Regions from separate parts of the Mus musculus genome. Here region 2 is linked to region 1. A link is a contact called in public Micro-C data. All regions are on one chromosome and are shown on one strand. The core of a region is the stretch at or near the end of the contact, and the rest is flanking DNA. Distances in the headings are between cores, read along the strand shown. Region 1 holds the start of Gm33659 (a long non-coding RNA gene). Region 2 overlaps Arntl (aryl hydrocarbon receptor nuclear translocator-like).

Region 1 (5,612 bases), core at 243-2,742:
CAGATGCTGCTTGCCAAGGAGGCCTCTCAAGACCCTCTGAAAGGTTTGTTGACTGCATGTGTCTGGGAGCCGAGGAAGGTTTCAGAACAGATGACGCCATCTGAATATGCATTGGTTTGGAAGTTTCAGTAGGATGGGGAAAGAGAAACTGGAGAATGTGGTGGACACCGGGCAGGGAGGGTAGGCAGCACCAGCATGGCAGACAGACACTGCAAGCTTGAGGACCACAAGAAGAGGCAGTAGTGGGCCAATTCTGAGCTTTCTCCCCGTCTCCAGGCTGACATGTAGCTCGGTCACACGGGTGACCGCACCCTTCCTGAAGTTTGTGCCATGTGTCATCACGGCACAAAATGTTACTCTGTGACTGAGAACAGGGCTACTGAGTCAACAGCTTTCCTAAAATGACGGGTTTGGGGAGGAAATTAAAATTAAAAATTAGCACTTGCTGACAAGCCTGAGCACCTGAGTTGGATCCGTGAGAGCCTCTTTGTAGAGAGAAATAACTGATTCTTGAAAGTTGTCCCCTGGTCTCCACACCCTTATTGTGGCACAAAACCTTCCCCCAACTAATACAATCAATCAATCAATGTATGCTAAGGAAAATTAAGCCAAAGCCACTTGAGAAACAGATATCCTCAGACAACACTTTTGCCAACTTGGTGGTATCAAATTATTAGACATTAAGGACCTGTGCGTAAGGATTCAGTTGATTATAGGATCCACTCTCAATTCTGTGACCTTGAGTGGAGGAGAGAACATAGTTTATCTGGCCTCAGCTTCTTTATCGAGAAAATGGCATAATAATTTCTACCTCAGCACCAGCAGTAAAGAGTCAATGGATAAAATGTGCAGTGGTCCTGATGAGGGCCCTCAGAGCATCGCTGCCTTCTCTTCTTCCTGTGAGGTCCTTTAAGAGTTAACTCACAGAACAAATAGGCACAAAACCTGTGGCGTTTGGAAGAAGCTTGTGGGTGGACTTCCAGGCAGAAAGGGAAGTAGCTCGAGATACCACCCCATTAATGCTGACTAACTCCCCTGGAATTAAGTGAAGGACAAAGGAGCTTAATTCAGTGGGATCTCAAAGAAACAGTGTGTGTGTGTGTGTGTGTGTGTGTGTGTGTGTGTGTGTGTGCGCGCTTGTGAATCCTTTCCAAAGCCCACAGCCTCCTCAACAGGGCAGGGCCACCGTGGGTGGAACTAAGGGTTTCAGAACAATGGCAGGGATTCTAATCTCTCAGAAGAGCAGGGTAGCTGGGAGGCAGAGGAAGGTTGGGGTGGGTAGACTTCCCTGTGACTCTCCAGCTCTGGACTAAAGTGCTCAGGTTTGGGGAGGTTCCCAAGGTTCCTTGGCCATGCTGAATCAAGTGTCAGCCTAGGCTGATTCACAGCTTGAGACGCTGGCAGCTTGCAGCAGACCGGCGGGCCGGGCCGGCAGCCCAAGAGTGAGCTCATTAGCCACAGTGGACCCTAAGCTATGCCGAGTCGCCCAGGCTGCTTCGGTCTGTGAGGCATAGAAGCTTCGTGCCTGAGTCAGGACTGCACCAGCTTCCCAAATCACTGTCTCTGGAAGGGAGTTCCAAAGGCACTTGTCACTGAGTTCTTGGTGGTCCCAACATCCTGTCACAATTCTCTGCAAAAGGCTAATGACAAGTGATGTCATTCTATCCCTTAGTGAAAAGAGCACATGATTATATTCATGAAGTAGAAGCCCAGCCTTGGTCAGACACTGGGCCCCAGTCTGAGGTTTTGAAAATGTGGTTGTCATTAACAAGCCAGATGGAGACCTTCCTGTCTGCGGTACAAAAATCCACAAGACACAGCTGGCCTGCCTGACCTCAAAAAGGGCTTCTAGAAGAGTTTCTGTCCCGGAGAGAGGCAGACAGCAAGACAACCAGAGTACATTCATGCAAGGCCTTGGGCAATGGGGCATGTCTGTAATCTCAGCACTTGGGAGGCTGAGGCAAGGGGATCCGAAGTCCAAATCCAGCTTGTGTTGTGCTCTGAGGTACCGTCTCAAAAGATAAAAAGTATATATGAAAGAAAAAAGGAAGGCAGGAAAACATTCATACATGTGCACACACCCCATCTGTACACACACACACACAAACACACACGCAGACATGCACATACACATATACATACATACATACATACATATTCACACACATTGTCTATTTTTTTTAAAAATCAAAAAACAAAAGATATTCCTCCAAGGAAATCTGATGATTTATCTGATGACCAACTGGGCTACAGAACACCAGAGTTTAATGATGTCCCTTAAGGACAACCACATACCGAGAAGGTGTCTCTTGGGTGTGGGTGACTTGAAATAATCACCATTTGCTAACTTGTTCTTCCAGGGAAGTGTGTCAGCCTTGGGTGAGCGAGTCTACCACTGGAGTACGCACTTTTCCTCAGAGAGGCGCCTGCTCTCTCAAGCATCTCTCCATGGCTCACGGTGGTTTGATGAGTCACGTTAGTGAGCTGCCTTTGAAACAGAGGTTCCTTCCCAGAATCCTCTTCTAAAACACTTCCATAATGCTGTTATGTTACTAGTCTTGCAGGAGTTCAAGAAGGCTGAATTCTGCATCCTATTGGGTGTCTTCCCCTTTCTTTTCCTTTCTTCTCCCTCTTTGTCCCTTCTCTCCTCTTCTGATGAACACATGCCATGTACCGGAGGGCAGGATGGAATGGTCTTGTAGACTTGATCTAGGTCCTTTGCTGGCTTCCTTCATGAGTCAGACATGGTTTAAGACCTGTCTTCCTGGCTAAGCTTGGTGCAGGCTGGTGATGTCAGCTACCTGGGAGCCTGGGGCCCTTTGGGAATGGAGAGCTGAATGACAGCCACTCTCCTCACAAAAGTCCCTCTTTATTTAGAAATCCCATATGCTTGGCTTTTACCTTCTTAAGAAATATGGGGTCAGGGCAACTTTCCATTCCAAACTGAATAAGGCAAAATACATGTGTGTTGCATGAGTTTGTGATCTTAATACTTCATTCTGTAGAATGCAGGAACAGCATGAGTCTCTCTGGGTCACCATTAGCATTGCCTCTGATAGGATGACAGTGAGGCCCTTTGACTGGATGTTGTCCACTTGATACCCATGACTCCTGCCTTACTGTGATCAGAGTCTTGAGAATATGGAGGTACTCCTGTGACTACAGAGGTCACATCATAACCAGACCTTCACAAGCCCTGTGTGATGTCAAGCACAAATCCTTGATGTGGGACCAAGTCTTGGTTGAATTAAGATGTTTATTGACATCCCACAGACAAAGCCTTGGTGCTGATATGGGAGCTAAAGGGATCCCTCCCTGTTCCTAGACAAGGCCCAGATTTTCCTAGACCTTGACTATAGCAAAACCCCACAGTCCAAGGTTAACCCTGAGAAGAAATCAGAAAATTGGTAGCCATGCATGGTGGCGCATGCCTTTAATCCCAGCACTTGGGAGGCAGAAGCAGGTAGATCTCTGTGAGTTTGAGGACAGCCTGGTCTACAGAGTGACTTCAGGTACAGTTGGGGCTATGTAAAGAGATCCCATTTCAAGGAGAGAGACAAAGAGACAGAGAGTCTGGGATCTGGTAGGCAGAGGTAACAGAAAGGCCAGGCATGGCATGCTCTTCTGAAGTTGTTCCCTCTAAGGTGAAGCATTCCCGCCTGGAGAGAGGCAGGAAGAGGGAGGTGCCTCAGACCCCCTGGAGTTAAGAAATATCCTCAAAGGCTTTGCAAGGTCATGAAACTTAGCAGCCTCAGGAAGCTCAGGAAGTTACAGGCTTCACACCCCCTTTCTGGGTCATCTGACAGTAAACAGTTGCCAGGGAAAGGGGGACTCTGTGAGTTATCCTTGGCTCTCCAGGGATACAAGCTTTTCCAGGTTGTCATCCAAGCTGGATGAGCCTTTAGTCACAGTGATCCCGGAGGTAACCACGGTAGCCTCACTGGTTCCCATAGCTAGATTTGGGTGGAATGATCTCTTTAATTGCTTGCTGGCGCCCTATGTCAGGTGAACAGACATTTATTTGTTCATGCCTTCCCAGGAGCTGGGATATGAGGGAGCATATCACAAAGAAGATAAGGATCTAGGAAAATGATTCTGACTTTGAGAAGAGAGAAGCCATCACGGAAATAAATGAAGACGGTGTGTTCCTAGCAACAATCCACAGTTGGCCTGACAATCTTAAGAAGCCGCTGGTTTATCTCCCTTCTTCTTCCCAAGTTGCCCCGCTGGCACTTGCAGATCACAAATTTCAGCCGGGTCCAAGCTATTGTCTCTGCATGGAGGGAAGCTTGCCCAGTCTGTGAGTTTCCAGAAAGGACTGCGGCTTCTATTCCTTCCCCATTGTTGAAGGCTTAAAATAACTTTTCTTCACGCAAAAGTGGCATCTCCCATGGAAACGTTGACTGACTTAGAGCCACTCTCAGGAAGTAGCTAGTCTTCAAATCTCAGCGCACACTGCACCTTGGGACTGTTGGCTCAAACAGGAGCCCGGCCTGCTTGAAGGCCTCCACCCACATTTTCCTTCCTAAGGCAAAAAGTGTCTGATTAATGTTTATTTTCCTTCTCAGTCAAGGGCTTTGTGTTCTGCCGTTGGAGGGGGGGGGGGACTGTTATGATTCAGCTCAAGGGGATCTCAGCCATGAAAGAGACTTAGAAACCACTGGGTTGCTGACAAATGGCAGTGTCTCTCCTATCTGGAGCCTCTTAAGATTATCCCCGTCAAGAGTTCTGTTCTCTTTCCTGAAGATGCACGAGAGAAACACAAAAGAAAAAAACATAGGCAGCTTCTCTCCGGAGCATTCTTACTGCCTCTGCACTGCAATGTACTGAACATCATTTGGGGGAAAGTCTATGCTGTCTTTTTATACTTGGAGAAAAATAAACAAAAATATGGAATGAAGATCAGAATCCCAACTAAGCATGAGGCTCCTGGCCTGGGTGATAGTGTCTGAGATCTGAATTTAATCAGTGTTGATAACCGGTCCTACTCCCTCCACCCCCTTTGCCCCAGGAAGTGGTGAGCCAGGGACCTTCTCTCTCTCTCCCTAGACATCCACTGAATGGCACCTCAGAAGGGAACCCTCAGACAAGATACAAAGAGACACCAAAGCAGAAAGCAGCAGACAGAAACCAGTTCTGGCAGCGGTGGCCCCAAGCCTGGCTCTTCCCCAGGGCTGGGGTTCTGGCTATATTCTTCTGGGAGACACATAACCTTGGAGGAAGGGTGAGTAGACAGGCTCTGCTCTGACTCACACACAAAAGAGGACTCATTGTTTTTCCTTTGGCTGCCTAAGTAAACCAGAGCACAGGCTCCAGTCACCCGGCCTGCCATGTCGGGGACTCGAGTCTCACTTCACTACTTCCTAACAGTGGACACGTCGAGCCTGGCACTCTTCAACTGGAAAAGAGAGGCAGCAAGATGCTGACTTAGCAAGTTTAAACCAAATACCGTAGAGAACAGAGCCCTATGCCATGTTAAAGGGGCCAGGTCGGTAATGCTGAATTCAGTTTGCAAAGCTCATGGCTGCTTTCATTCTATTTTATTCTCACAGTTTGTAACTCCTTTCTTGAAGAGTGGTGGGGGACACACAGACACAGACACACAGACACAG
Region 2 (6,032 bases), core at 3,449-5,948, 73 kb after region 1:
TTCACCAAGCTCCGCCCCTCCCTTCCCACTTCTGAATCCTGTTTTTGGCATCTTGGGTCACTGTGCCATTTGAGACATTTGATATTTAAGTGACGTTAGTGGCTGAGATCAGCTGGCAACGTTGAGAAAAAATGACCAATGTGAGCACGTTGTACTGTCTGTCCTCAGTGCCTTCTGGAGTGAAGGACTGCCGCCTTGGAGTGACAGGGCACTTTTAGCGCTGCCCCTGTCTAGTCAGTTATGAGCAGTACGTTTATTTCTACCTCTCATTTGAAGGCTTAGAAGGAGTTTGTGCAAGGAGACACTGTGCTGGGAACTTCACTGTGGAGCTGGGGGTTACCTGATGCCCTCATCTTCCTTGGGTGCAGGAATGTCACCTGCTATTTCCTGCTTTGTCGCAGGACCAACAACAGACTTAGTGTCTGTACAGAACAACTGCCCAATTAATACCTGTTTATTTATTCAACAGGTGAATTGAGCTTTGTGAAAGCCCCAAACCTCCCCGCCCCCTTACAGGACACATGCAAGATTTGCCCTTGTGTGTGTTTGGAAGAAGTCTAGGCTGTCATTTCCTTTGGGCATCTCTGTGTTCCCCTGTTCTGTATGCTGGCAGAGATCCGAGCCTTTTACTGATGAAAAGTTAACTCTGTAGCTGACTTTCGTCTTTGCGTTGTCTTTACTTGGCTCCAGAGCACAGCTTAGCAGTGGCTGAGCCGCATCAACTGAAAGGAAACTTACTGCATATTTATTTGGGCACAATGACACATTTATTATTTAGTCAACAGATGTCTAAAAGGTTGTATGCCAAAACCCAGGCTAGACCCAGGGGCAGAGCTGATTCATTTTTGTGACCCAGGAAAGAGCCTGTAGTTTTATTTCCTTAAGGAGCATTCCCTGGGCTGGGGAAATGGCTCATTTGTTAAGTGTATGGTGAGCAAGTATAAGGTCCCTAGTTCAGATGCCAGCTCCTTATCTAGGATTTAGACTTACAGAGGAGGGTGGGACTTGTCTTTCGGAGGTGGACCGATAAAACAGAGGCCAGAGGTGGGAGTGACGAGATCACATTCTGAGATGGGCTAACCTAGAATGGAAGGTTTTGAAGTGGCTGTGTTTAAGCCACATTGTGATGGAAAAAAGGGACGTCAATGACCAGTCAAAGTTTACCTAGTGACCATTTAGATCCAGCTATGAGTCTCTGTTGATGGACTGCCGAGGTCACATTGGCTTATGGCTGTGTCTGTGAGGGGTTGTCTGCATTGACTGATCCTGGGGAGCCATCCCTTCACATAAGGAAGCTGAAGCATGACCCAGTGCACACTGATGCATGGCTTCTGCCTGAAGCATGACCCAGTGCACACTGATGAATGGCTTCTGCCTGAAGCATGACCCAGCGCACATTGATCCATGGCTTCTGCCTGCAGGCTCCTGCCCTGACTTCGTTCAATGACGGATTATGAGCTGGAAATGTTAGATAAAATAAACCCTTTCCTTCCCTGGTTGCTTTTGGCCAGAGGGGTTTATCATAGCAACAGGACGAAACTAGAAACACCTAGTATGGTAGTTAATATGGATTGTCAGCTGGAAAGGATCTAAAATCTTCTAGGAGACAGGCACACTTGTGAGGGGTTATCAGCATCCGGGAGGAAGGCCCACTCACAGAGGGTGGTACATTCTATGGACGGGTGTTTCCCACGGAGTAAGAGGGAGAAAGGAGCTGAGGATAGGTTCATCTCCCTCTGCTTCTGACTGTGGATGCCATGTAACCAGGCGCCTCTCAAGCTCCCTGCCAAGATGGACTGCCCTGGAATTTCGAGCCAGAATGACCCCCTTTCTCTTTTCAGTTGCTTTTGTCAGTGTATTCAACAGCATCACCACCACCGTTATCATAATGTGTGTGCTTGCTTGCACGTGCCATGGCGTGCACGTGGAAGAGGGCAACTTTGCAGAATCGGTCTCTCTACGTCCACCTTTAAACAGGTCTCAGGATTGAATTCAGGTGACCAGGCTTTTGTCATTGGCCAAGCAAGTGTTTTTTCCCATGGAGCTGTCCCACTAGCCCCTTGGGTTTTTTTTTTTTTTTTTTTTTCTTAAATCAGCAACAGGAAAAATAAATTGACACCTGTCAAAGTGGTGGAGACTGGCGGGGGCAGCAGAGCTCCCCAGAGGTTACTTTGTTATGACACGGTAATACTTCCTATGTGTTCACGTGAGCCCTGTGTGAAGGTTGTGGGTAGGTTGGTACATAGAGGGTGTACTGGCTGGTTTTGTGTCAACTTGACACAGGCTGGAGTTATCACAGAGAAAGGAGCTTTAGTTGGGGAAGTGCCTCCATGAGATCCAGCTGTGGGGTATTTTCTCAATTAACGATCGAGGGGGAAAGGCCCCTTGTGGGTGGTGCCATTCCTGGGCTGGTAGTCCTGGGTTCTATAAGAAAGCAAGCTGAGCAAGCCAGGGGAAGCAAGCCAGTAAGTAACACCCCTCCATGGCCTCTGCATCAGCTCCTGCTTTCTGACCTGCTTGAGTTCCAGTCCTGACTTCCTTTAATGATGAACAGCAATGTGGAAGTGTAAGCCGAACAAACCCTTTCCTCTCCAACTTGCTTCTTGGTCATGATGTTTGTGCAGGAATAGAAACCCTGACTAAGACAGAGGGCTAAGTGCAGCAGAGGTCTGAGTGGAAGGAACTGAATGGGTCAGATGGAGAGAGACATGGAGCTAGAAGTCCAAGTTAATTGACAGTTGTGTTAGTCGGCGTGACTGTTGTCAGTTGTTCTTTGGAGTTCTGGATCCTGCAAACATCTACCAGTGCACATGGCCTTTAAGTGTGTGCTGCGGCCAGGTATCTCAGTCATGAGTTCTTCAGAGGCAATGCGCCGTGTTGGAAGACAAGTGTTATAAAACAAAGGTGTTTTGTTTGTAAGGAGCACTGGATTAGAAATGGAATAACCCGCAGTCTGGGCTGCTCCCGCTACTTACCACCATCCCTTAAGCATATCACTGATGTCTCAGACTGAGTCTGGTTGTTAGGCTGGTAAAATAATTCTCATCCAACCCTTCACAGAGTGGGTGAATCTGATGCTTGAGAGAGACAACAGAAGAAGCAGGCCTTGAAGCTGGAAAGGTACGGTCTTACTGGTGGGATTGTGCTGGCCATCACAGGTTTTCTGGCCGAGCAGGGCCACCTCTTGAGCCTGCCGGAGGATGCGGCGCTGTCCACTACATGGGTGCTGACTCGTGCTACTTTGTTGGCTTAGAAACATTTTTGTTGTTGCCTTATTTTTTGTTTGGAGACAGGGCCTCGTGTGCGTGGGACGGCTTCCAGTTTTCTGTGTAGCCGAGGATGACCTTGAACTCCCGATTCTCCTGCTCTCAGCTCCCAAATGCTGAGACTGCAGGCTTGTGCCAGCACCCTGATTATTGCAGTGCCGAGGACTGAACCCAGGGTTTCGTGTGTGCTGAGCAAGCATTCTGCCAGCTGACCTCCATCTCCAGTCCTGGGGCCATGCTTTCAAGGCAGTTACTCATTTCGTAGCCAGAGATGGAGAGCCTTCTTACCAGACGTGGATGGAAAAGTTAGACACAGATAGTCATGCAAATGTCTTCTTCTCTGAGAATATCTCTCAGCATAATGATGAACAGCTCCAAACCAGAAAAACAAGTGTCAGAATCTAGCCAACTGGCTGGCCAGGCACTCTTGCATGGTTCACCTGTCCTCAGGCAGTAGGCAGAGATCCAGGAGAACCTCTATTAGCCTGGGATTAATAAATGAGCCAGCAGCACTGTCCAGGTAATAGCCAGTCACAAAAGCCCATGGCTGCTGGGGCATAGCAGAACCTTGCTTGAGATCTTCCAGCTTTTAACTTTATCAGTAATACATATCTATATCTATCTGTATATATACACATTATATATGTGCGTATATTATATATATTATATATATATATATATATATATATATATATATATATATTTGTTATATATTAAGAGTAGTGCCTAATCTTTGGCTGTTGACGTATGCTAAGCATCATGCTAAGTGCTGCCTTGCCTTTTCCATTTACAGGGCGGATGACATAGATCTCGTTCTCTTGTTAGGGAGTCTAAACTCAAGGAGTACCTCAGATGATGTGTGCTATGTGGAAAAGCTGGGACCAAAACCACAATCTCAAGAGCCTGCTTTAAAACAAAAAAACAAAAAAAACCAGCAATTTTTCTTATTTCTACAACTGCAGAATGCTTCCTGTCTTAGTCTGAGGGCTTCTCACAGCACCGTGGGGCCTGCGAGCTCTTTTTTTTTTTTTTTTGTGGACAGCCTTATCACAATGCAGTGGCCCCAGCTCACTGCAGCTCTCTTTTCCTCAGAGCCCATGACTGACATCCTGCTGGCTGCTCGGGGGCCGGTGAGCAAATGGATGTCAGTGAAGAGCGCTGCAGAGACCGACTCTTGCCAGCTATGCTCCCTAGTCCATAAGGAGCTATTGGATGAGAGGTTTTTCTAGGTCTCATGGAGTGGCTGGGCAGCATCTGGTCTGCTAGGGTTTCTGGGTGGATGAGCATCAGCATCTTCTCTTAAAAGCCCTTTCTAAAAGTGCCGTCTCACATTCCCAATCAGTTTGCTAAGCTGTTTTTATAGACAGTGCCTTGTTTGGTGTCTGTCATGACCCTGGGAGACAGGTGTTAGGAATCTGCATGTGCAGGCTGGGAACTAACTAGTCTGGGGGTGTGAGTCACTGCCCAGGGCCCCACAGCTGGTCAGTGGCAGAGCCAGGCCTCCATGCTGCATTTCTATTTCAGCTTCACTCTAACCAGGCTTACCCAGGTTTCTCCTTCCCCGTGCTTTGCTAAAGCTGTTCTTAAGTGTTCTGTATACTGTATCTATAAGCCCTTGGGACCTGCAGGAATGATTAATTTAATGTGTTTTGTGCTACGAACTGTTTCTGAACCAGTAAATAAAAGATCACACGGCAGCTTCTTGTCTTGGATTCAGCCAATACATATCTCCCCCAGATGATATACACGATGCACATGTCCTTTACAGGAGATTCCTGGGCCACCAGCAGCCCTCTTATCTGGAAAGCAACAACAACAACAAAACAAACAAAAAAACCCACAAGGCTTTTATAGTTGACAAATCATGAAGTTTATATAATTTCTCCTAAAAGTTGACCATTGAGTTCTTGGTCAGGAACACAGCTCCTGTGATAACTGTTTCCATGGAGACATTAGCCTTGGCCCTCAGTTCGGCTTGCAGTACCTTTGCTGGGAGTGGAGAGAGCTGCTGTAGAAGACTGAGGACTGGTTGCAGGCCTCACCTCTCTCAAGATTGCCTACGATTTCTGAAGGAAGCTCATTTCCTTTTTTGGGTTCCTCAGTTTTCTTCTGACTGAATAGGATTTCCCTTTGAGATCCAGGTGGTGTCCTTTATTCACAATTTTTCCATGAGATAATAACATGGAATGAACACTTTCATGTGCAGGTCTAGACAGACCCTTTTAAGTGTTTACTAGCTTCACTGGGGGTGTGCAGATCTGGTTTCATTCAGGCTACTTGGGCTAGTTCTTCTGTTAAGGAGACCCACAGACCCCATACTCCCACAGTAGCTGAGCCCTGGTGGAGGGTGATTTCTTATGTGTCAGTCCAGAGTGAAGGGGGTCTAGGCCTGGTGTCATCAACAAGTGACTTCCACTTGGTGACTGAAGGTAAATGCTTCATTTCACCTTCCTCAGTGGGAAGAACCAGGGTACAAGGGGTCCTATCACTCTATGGTGAAGACCTTGAATCCCCCTGAGGTCAGATCTCAGTGCTGTGGACACATATAGCTGCAAAGGAGGCTAGGAAATATCTTTAATTGGGAGACCGTGTGCCCAGCAAGGTCGGTGGTGGAAAGGAAATGGAACACTGGGGAAGATGGTAGCCAGCCATTGTGGTGGCAATGGCAAAGTGGTTAGTTGATCTGGAGCTAGAGTGAATGAGAACCAGGGAATCCCTAAATCAGGAACCAGAAGTGTGGCAACCACTGAAACCAGGACAAGTACA

Evidence for each region. Hi-C and Micro-C count contacts between places; a contact is called where the count stands out from the background.
Region 2: a Micro-C map of muscle stem cells shows a contact between it and region 1, with 4 times the contacts expected there. The contact joins two enhancer-like sites. A contact is called at or near these places in 11 of 39 promoter capture datasets (the 3T3-L1 cell line, 3T3-L1-derived adipocytes, the HPC-7 cell line and 5 more), 2 of 15 datasets of contacts at CTCF or cohesin (the NIH/3T3 cell line and embryonic stem cells), 15 of 484 Hi-C or Micro-C datasets (the C2C12 cell line, the HL-1 cell line, bone marrow-derived macrophages and 7 more), 7 of 115 datasets of contacts at active chromatin or transcription factors (the NIH/3T3 cell line, double positive thymocytes, embryonic fibroblasts and 3 more) and 4 of 9 other capture datasets (adipose tissue, embryonic stem cells, liver and 1 more).

Annotation. Positions count from the first base shown.
Region 1 is chr7:113,146,464-113,152,075 of GRCm38.p6, forward strand. Gm33659 (a long non-coding RNA gene) reads left to right here and starts at 5,138. Exons shown (of 3, transcript XR_378433.2): 1 at 5,138-5,224. Within about 2 kb of position 1,493, at least 142 of the 459 cell types and tissues checked have an H3K27ac peak or open chromatin away from gene starts, as enhancers often do. A contact at or near this core is called in muscle stem cells, where this site is marked.
Region 2 is chr7:113,216,348-113,222,379 of GRCm38.p6, forward strand. The region is part of intron 1 of Arntl (aryl hydrocarbon receptor nuclear translocator-like); the gene reads left to right. Among named protein-coding and RNA genes, the nearest start is that of Arntl, 12 kb to the left of the region's middle. Within about 2 kb of position 4,699, at least 12 of the 459 cell types and tissues checked have an H3K27ac peak or open chromatin away from gene starts, as enhancers often do. A contact at or near this core is called in muscle stem cells, where this site is marked.